Regions from separate parts of the Mus musculus genome. Here all the other regions are linked to region 2. The links are chromatin contacts, called in public Hi-C and Micro-C maps. All regions are on one chromosome and are shown on one strand. The core of a region is the stretch at or near the end of the contact, and the rest is flanking DNA. Distances in the headings are between cores, read along the strand shown. Region 1 holds the start of Mrpl3 (mitochondrial ribosomal protein L3). Region 2 holds the start of Dnajc13 (DnaJ heat shock protein family (Hsp40) member C13). Region 3 holds the start of Nudt16 (nudix (nucleoside diphosphate linked moiety X)-type motif 16).

Region 1 (2,700 bases), core at 43-2,542, 790 kb after region 2:
ACTATTGTATACTATAGACATACAAAACACTAGATATTGGTGATAGTAGGTTTTGTTTTCTCTTATTCTCATGCATAGTAGATGTCAAGGCTCAATGAATATGCCTATCTTAAGTATCTGTGAAGTCAGGTAGCAAGGACAGAGTGATGCATTCTTTTCTCTGAGTCTCAAAATATTACTGAGAAGCTGTCAAGGTACCCACAACAGCACTTAGTGGAAGAACAGGCAACGATTTTGAGCCCTCACGTCTAAGCAATAACTCTCTAAACTTTCTAAAGCAGGTTACCCAGGTCTTTAATTTTCTTTCTTCCTTCCTTCCTTCCTTCCTTCCTTCCTTCCTTCCTTCCTTCCTTCCTTCCTTCCTTCCTTCCTTCCTTTCTTTCTTTCTTTCTTTCTTTCTTTCTTTCTTTCTTTCTTTCTTTCTTTCTTCCTTTCTTCCTTGCTCGCTTGCGCTCTCTCTCTCTCTCTCTCTCTCTCTCTCTCTCTCTCTCTCTCTCTCTCTCTCTCTCTCTAAAGAGGAAGCTGAAAGGCCAAATTGCTGTTTCTACTTTTCCAAAAACACTGATGTAACTGAGATAGGGTTTTTGGAGTAGAGAAATGAATGTCTAGCACATACAAGGTAGGACGACCTGGGGCATAGAAGATACAGTACTGTTGTAGCTGTATCACGATCATTCTGAAACTTTATGGTAACACTCTTTCCTGAAACAATTGCACCTGGTCTCAACTCTATGAGCTGCCTCTCTAGACAATTCCGGTTTAAGGTCTTTGATGAGTTGAAGAACGGCCTGGGACTGTTTGTGCTCCAGCCCCGAAAGTTGCATGTGGTCCGGTTTTGTTGTTTTTGGTTTGTTTTGTTTGTTTTGACCCCACTTTATTGTTAGCATACATCAGTCCTATTTCAGTGTTAACTCTGTTCATCTGTTTTTGGCATGTACATAAATTTTAAGTACTTGCTCCCTTAGTTATAATATAGAAATAACTTCTTTAAAGGGCTGGTCTTGGGATTAACCAATATAAAATTGCCAAAGTGCGACTTACTTAGCACAGTGAGTTTTCCCACAGTGAGTATTATTGGAGGTGACTTCTCTTTCTTTAGTTTACAAAGAAATTTTTATCTTTTCTTGTCACATTCTCCTAAAGTTTAAAGCCCCAAACGTTCTTTGCCACCACTAGAGTCAACCATCTAATCCATTGGCAAAGTAGAGCCATTTGGATACGGAACCATAGTTACAGGTATGGAGTCTTTACCCGGACCGCTTTGAGAAACGGACCGGAAGTGGCCCGGCTGTGCTTTTCCTCCGCGGAGGGCATTGGCGGACAAACGGCGTGACTGCTGTCCCAGGCCTACTACGAACTCCTGGGGTTTGGGTTGGGGACTTGCTGAAAGCTCCGCGGCGGCGCGGCGGGAGGTGTCGCGAGCCGAGCCCTGCCCGGCCACTTCCATGCCGGGTTGGAGGCTGCTGGCGCAGGCTGGCGCCCGGGTGCTGGGCTGTGGCGCCAGAGGCCTAGGTGCTGACCCCGGCTTAGAGAGAAGGTGGGTATGGGCAAGAGGTGGTGGCGGGGGGCGCCGCCCACTCAACTATGTCCTTGAACAGAGATTTGGTTTTGCCGCAGAGGGTTAGAAGTGGAAGGGGCCATGTGTTCAAGGGGGTAGCATAGAAAATTAAGAAAGCATCGTTCAATCTAAAGCCTTGAAGGAGTAGTGGGGTTTTGTTTTAATGTTCAAGGAATTAGGGGTTAGCTGCGACTATTAGCAGCAGCAAGAATGTCTTCCAACCAGCCAGTGCTGGACTAGACGTTGTGTTTGTATTGTAACCTATATTAGGCCTTGTGTCCGGTGAGCAGACCACTGTCGTGAAAGTTTTTCAGATAAAACTGAAACTAAAGGGAAATAGGTTGTCCAAAGTCACTCAGCTAATGAGTAGAAAATCACTTGTAATTCTAAGCTGGAACTTCCTCACTACCAACCAAAGTAGACTGCCCAGAGGTTTATTTAGGTTCTCATCCACCCCCACCGTATGCAAAAATTAAACACACTTCCTTCCTTCCTTGCCTCAAGCTGCTAATCTCCTTCTTAGTGCATTTGCTGGACAGGGGTTGTGTTCTGTGGTTTTTAGTTTTGTTTTTAAAACTGCTTATTTGGTAGTTTGTTAACATTGGCGATGCCACTCCATTAGAAAACTGTCAAGTACAGATTCATGTGGGTTAGTAGTCACTCATGTGTTTCTTATTAGTTAGGTAGGATTGTTTATTGTTAATGAAAAGATAAATTTAGCCTTCAGGGTAACCATTCTTGGTTAAAGCAGAAGCCCCCGTGTTATTATAAGAAGTGTTAGGGAAAATGGACAAACCACACCATTCCCTGAGGCCGTGAGTGCATTATCTAACTGTGGCCTCCCCTACATTAAATGGAAATAATGACTTGATTGTTTTTGTTTCCAGAAAGAATATCTTGTTCTTTGTTAGAAATCTCCACAGCAAGAGTAGTACTTGGTGGGATGAACATCTTTCTGAAGAAAATCTCTCCTTTGTTAAGCAACTGGTCTCCGATGAAAATAAAACCCAGCTGACAAGTAAACTGAATCCCTTGAAAGATGAGCCGTGGCCTTTACATCCCTGGGAACCAGGTGAGGTGTAGGGATTTGAGATGTGACCCCTTAATTACAGTATGGCTTGATGCATGAAAATGGTGACATA
Region 2 (2,700 bases), core at 40-2,539:
GTTTTCTCAACTAGGACTGGCGGTCCCGTCCCTGAACGTAATGTGGTATTAACAGCCAGAGCCACCATTTGCGATATTGCAACTTAAACATTGGTTTATACTATATATGAAAATTAAAGGGGCTTTTATGCTGTAAGCTAAATTAAGTTAAACAATGAGGCACTAGAAACAACAACAACAAAAAAAAAAACTAAACTATAGAATAAACGGGAAAAGCAGATCGTGGAAGTAAAAAATCACTACTTTGGGAGTTCATCTCTGTGTTAGGGGGCGATTTTTATTTACATCATCCTTCCACCAAGTGATTAGGGAAACGGTTTCAAGGTAAGAGTGGCTAATTTAGCATCTTACAATAGGGGTTTTTTGGGGGGCGGGGGCACGCAGGTGTACTCTCAACACCCACTTCATTGGGCGTCCAAAGTGCTGCTTCACCTACACCAAAAGCCGCGTTCAGAGGTGAAATCACAGCCCAGCACGGGCAACAGTGAACAGGCCAGGCTACTTTACAAGAAGGAAAAGCCTTGGGGGGAAAACTTGGTGTTTGATAAAGGACTTGAGGAAGAGAACAGCAGCTGCCCCTCCTTTCCCATCAAATCGAAACAAAACTGAGACGAGGAAAAAAGAAAGAAAAAAAAAAAAAAATCGAGTCTACGCGGGACCCCAGAGGAAGGAAGCAGGACCGCTAACCTAAGAAAACCGGAGGCGCCGGCATCCAGGAGGGAATCCCGAGGGCGGAGCCCACAGGGGAAGGAGGTGTGGAGTTGAGTCGGGGAGAGTTGCCGAGAGAAGTGGGGGACAGGGATAGTGATGGGAGAAAAGACGGCCAGGCAGAGAGAGGGGTGGGGCTGCCGGGCAGTGCCCCGGGCAAATGTCACTCAGAGCCGGGGGAGGGGAGGGTCCGAGCGCAGGGATCCCTGGACGGAGGATCGCGGCTTCAGCAGGTTCGAGCCACACACAGCAGCTTAACGCCGCCCGCTCTGGGGTCCCTGCCCGGAGCCCCCGGGTCCCCGAAGGTGGGAAGCGGCATCGCAGAAACCCAGAGCCGGAGGCGGCTTTACCTTCGCAGGAGGCTGGAGGCGCTCCAGCCCGAGCTCCGCCCGCCGCCGGCTCCACGTCTTGAGTAGGATGGAGGCGCCGCCGGCCCCGTCCCCTCTCGCTTTCCTTTTCCCCGCCGGGGCCTGTCGCCGCGGGTTCCTGCGCCGCGGCCCCCACCCCTCCGCTCCTCCCTCTGCCTCTCAGAGGCTCGCCCTGGACGCCGCCATCTTCCACCAGGCTTGCGAGCGCTGAACCCTAACGCGCGTGCGTGGCCGCCGCCCCGGCCGTCACGAGACCCTGTCAGCTGACCTCGGCGCTTCCGCCTCGCGCCCCGCCCTCGGGAGCACTGTGCTCCCTCCCTCGGTGGCCCATTCGCCGTCTTCCGGGAAGCGCCGCGTGCGCGCCGCCCGCCGTTCCGCCTCTCGGGAAGTACGCGTGCGCTTAGCGAAAGAGAGCCTTGGCCCAAGCAGAAGGCGAGGCGCCACGCCCCCTGGAGCGGTCCGAGAGGCCACGCCCCCTGAATCCCTGGAGACACGCCTCTCAGCCAGACGCTGGCATTGGCTACTGTAACTCTGCAAAGGAGCAGCTCTGTTACCTAGCCCTAGTCTTCAGTGTCCTGGCGCATCCACGAAGCCGTCGAAAGCCTCAGTGCGCATCTCTGGTTTAGCTGCATCGTGGGCATAACTTTTACTCGCTACTGACACACCCTGAACGCGGATTTAAGTTTTGAGTGTTCAGGGAGATAATGGAGACCGAAGCCTCAGAGGTCAAAGGCCTTTGCGGGTGAAGTGTTGGGACAGTTAACACTGCTGCCTTCCTGGACCTCTGATCCCAGAGCCAGGATTTAATTGGCCAACTACTTAAGGTCAATTAACTTGCAGCCGTCTGAGATAGGGATTATCCTCTATTTTCAGATAATAAATTGATGTGTAGTTCCACAGTAGTAGACTTAGTATTTGAGCTCAAGTAAGTTGACTCAAGAACTGCTCTCTGGATAGGAACTCACTGAAACTATATGAAGAGGGGAACTCAGGAGAGTGACAGTATCAGAATGAAACAAAGTTACAGATGACAATTGTGTCAGAGCTCTGAGCAACAGACGGTGTCTCATCTAAGATGTGAGAGGGGCAGACTACCCTCTAAAACGTGATTCTGTGGGGGGAAAAAAACTTGTATGGACACACAGTTCTAGGTTTAAATGCTCTGGTGAGCCTAATATTATTATTGTGTAGCAACCCTGGAACTGGAATTTCTCAGGGACCCCGTCTGTGGTTGAATCGTTTCATAGATGGAGGTTTTGGGATGAAAAACATGTAAAATGGTTTCTACAGACTTGACTTTTTGGCCGACTGACCCATTTGTGTTACTGGAGACGACTAGATTTTTCCTTAGGAAGGCTTTCCCACACTGTCCCAGTGAAATAAAAGTGCCTGTGAGCAGCCAGAAATGGCTTGCTTGGAAAGATGAGACCTGAAGTAGAGTGGAAAGGGGAAAAAACAACAATGAAAAACAAAACAAGATGCCCTTGGCCTATCCCAGGGTAATAAAAGCATGTGCTTACGTGGCTTTGTATATGTTACAGACCCTTAGAGTATTGCCAGAACTAGGTGTGGGCGGTCCTATTTCTATTTGGTAAAAAAGGCTGACCCAGAGTTCCTAAGTGAC
Region 3 (2,700 bases), core at 144-2,643, 870 kb after region 2:
CTCTCGGGCAGCTCCAATGAAGGAATTCTCCAGAAAGGCAGGCAGGCCTCCCTCACCATCACGGAGGACGTACAGGGGTACCCGCACCAGGCCCAGCACCTATGAAAAGGAGACATCGGACAAGTGGGACCTCAAGAACCTCAACACATTACCTTATCTACCTTGGAACAGAACTCTCCAGAGAAGAGCCAAGCAGAACCGGGCCTAATAATCACACCTCAGGAGAGCTTAGAGAGCCAAACTCTGTGGACAAGTGAGCCACGCTGGGTTCCAAGCTCCATCCGTGCCAATCCTTCTCCATCCTTTTCCTCACCCTTACTGGCGACGGCCTCCAGGAGGCATGCCTGGCTGTAGCAGTATTTCAAAACTCAGAACTCACACCACTGTATAGGTAGCACTTGGGTGCTCAAGAAAAATGCAAATACCCAAGTATTCCTCTGACATCCTTACCCAACTCAAGTGATTCCAATGGACTGTTCAGTCTAAACACTGTCAAAGTGTGCGCACTAATCAGTTTTAATAGCGCTCTCACTCCCAGGTTCAGGGTCACCTCTACACACAGGCGTCCCTAGCATTAGACTCACTGTCTGCTTAAGGGAAATATGAACCCAAAGTCAAGAGCTTAGGGTATCATGTGCACTAGCATAGAGCTGGAGAGACCTTTGGATGTGTGTTCTAAAAAGCTCTCTGCAGGGGCCGCTAAAGGTGGCCGAGTAGGTGGTATTATCTAGCCTGGAGATGACCAAGATCCCAACTAGTTCATGCCACTTGAAAGAATTCAAAGTCGGAGGGTCAAAATCTCCTCCACCCAGTGGCTTTTCTCGGTAAGGGGATTGGGGGAGGACAGACTGGAGCTGGAGTGGATCCCAGGCTGGTCCCACCTCCAGCCCATGGTCCTTGGCTTGAGGTGCCCTGGCTTCCACAGCCTGCAGCTGTTCCAGAGTCAGGCGCTTGGCATAGAAGTGGGCCACCACGCGCGGTCTGGCCGCGATGTGTGAGCTGCGGTAGTCAGAGCGTTCAACGCGGAAGGCAGACATCGCTTCGCCCAGCTCCTCGCGCAGTTCCCGGTTCAGCCCGTCCTCCAGGCAGCTGTCCTGCGCGTCCACGAAGCCGCCAGGGAAGCCCAGGCGCCCGTCAAAGCGCATCTGCATCTGGGGGAGGAGGGTATGATGGTTGGCCCGGGCTCGCGAGCCCTGGGGCGGGGGAGCGGCCGTGCATGACGCGTCCTCACCAGCACGGCGAAGCGCATCGGGATGCGGCCGAACAGCTTGCGGGGGTCGGGCGCGTAGAGCAGCGCATGGCAGGCGTGGCGCCAGTCCGGCCCGAGCGCCAGGGCCTCGCTGAGCTCCACTTTCCGATGCCCCTCCATCTCGAGGCTCGCACTTCCGGGTTCTTGCAGAGGCCAGCGCCTCGGGGCGGAGCTTTGCGAGACTCCGCATCAGCCAATCAGGATGGGTCTCTCAGGAGCTCCGAAGACACCCTGGATTGGCCCTTAGGCTAGGGTGGGGCTGAAGGCTTGGTAAGGTCAGGCTCAGGCCGGAGGTGTTTTGGAACCTGAGTTAGAATTTACGCAGGAGTTCTGCCAGTGCAAAGGACAACGTATTTTTTAGAAAACGGTTCTGGGTTGGTCCGTTCATAACAAAGAGTCTAGGGATGGGAGGAAGGTAGTCTGGCTTCAGAACTTATTCCTAGCCTAGCGTGATGGGGGAAAGGAGAGGTGGGTGTAACAAGTCTTGAGTGGTGGAAATGTGGGGATTGACTGATTATAAGAGGGCACAGGGACAGAGCTAACACATTTGGGGAAGGGGAGTGGCCAATGGATGTGGTTACAACAACCAACTGCATTGGCTGTGGGCTCTGGGTAGTGATGTGGCGCCTGGTACATGGAAAATGACATGGAAATGTCACAGGTCACACAGTAAGATTGGGGAGGGGTGGCTGGCTGAGGAAATAAAGCACAGAAAAGAGTGGGGAGGAGTCAGACAGGACACCCCACCACCACCACACTAGGAGTAAATTAAAATACCCTCAGAACTTTAAATTGTGAAGAAAAATAGGAAAGAGATGGGGGACACTCAATGCCTAATGCTGAGATCCTGGCATTCAGGATCCTTCACCTCAGCTAGGCTGCCCCACCTGAAGTTGAGTCCATATATCAAGAACCTGTATGTATTTAAGGAAGGGAAGAGGTGACACTCAAAGAAGATCTGACTTCAGGTCACAGCCTGGACTTGAAAGTTTGTTGTAGAGCTCAGAACTCACCCAGATACAGGCTTGTGACTTTAGTAGAAGCCACTCAACCCTCTCAGGTTCCCAGTTAAGGACCTGTTAGTGGAGGTGGAACCAGCGTAGTATGGGAGTAAAATTCTCCTCAGAGCCAGACATATGGTAAATGCAGCCATTCTTGGATTCGAGGGTGGAGGTTCGATGCTGTGTCTTATGTCAAAGATTGAGGCCAGCATCCTAAGAATAAGGGCACCATCAGGAAAAGCCTGTGGACATCTTGCCTCAGTCCCCTGAGTCGCAGGGCAGAGATGCCATTGACTGAGGCAGTCACATCATGGTGAGTTAGGTGCGATACAGATGCCATTACTCAGATAACATCCAAGGGACAGGCAAATCATCCTGGTCAAACATTATCACCTGGCAACAAGAAGGAGAAGGAGGAGGAGGAGGAGGAGGAAGAGGAAGAAGAGAAGA

What was found. Hi-C and Micro-C count contacts between places; a contact is called where the count stands out from the background.
Region 1: a Micro-C map of the G1E-ER4 cell line shows a contact between it and region 2, with 3 times the contacts expected there. The contact joins the promoter of Mrpl3 here to the promoter of Dnajc13 in region 2. A contact is called at or near these places in 3 of 39 promoter capture datasets (the 3T3-L1 cell line, hippocampal neurons and liver), 8 of 484 Hi-C or Micro-C datasets (CD4 T cells, the G1E-ER4 cell line, bone marrow-derived macrophages and 3 more) and 1 of 9 other capture datasets (adipose tissue).
Region 3: a contact with region 2 is called in a Hi-C map of CD8 T cells, with 4 times the contacts expected there. The contact joins the promoter of Nudt16 here to the promoter of Dnajc13 in region 2. A contact is called at or near these places in 4 of 39 promoter capture datasets (the C10 cell line, cranial neural crest, hippocampal neurons and 1 more), 5 of 484 Hi-C or Micro-C datasets (CD4 T cells, CD8 T cells, Sertoli cells and 2 more), 2 of 115 datasets of contacts at active chromatin or transcription factors (astrocytes and memory CD8 T cells) and 2 of 9 other capture datasets (liver and macrophages).

The regions. Positions count from the first base shown.
Region 1 is chr9:105,051,976-105,054,675 of GRCm38.p6, forward strand. It overlaps Mrpl3 (mitochondrial ribosomal protein L3), which reads left to right and starts at 1,293. Exons shown (of 10, transcript NM_053159.4): 1 at 1,293-1,537; 2 at 2,446-2,630. The coding sequence starts at 1,446.
Region 2 is chr9:104,261,641-104,264,340 of GRCm38.p6, forward strand. It overlaps Dnajc13 (DnaJ heat shock protein family (Hsp40) member C13), which reads right to left and starts at 1,290. Exons shown (of 56, transcript NM_001163026.1): 1 at 1,059-1,290.
Region 3 is chr9:105,130,412-105,133,111 of GRCm38.p6, forward strand. Nudt16 (nudix (nucleoside diphosphate linked moiety X)-type motif 16) reads right to left here and starts at 1,394. Exons shown (of 3, transcript NM_029385.2): 1 at 1,232-1,394; 2 at 882-1,151; 3 at 1-99. The coding sequence starts at 1,369.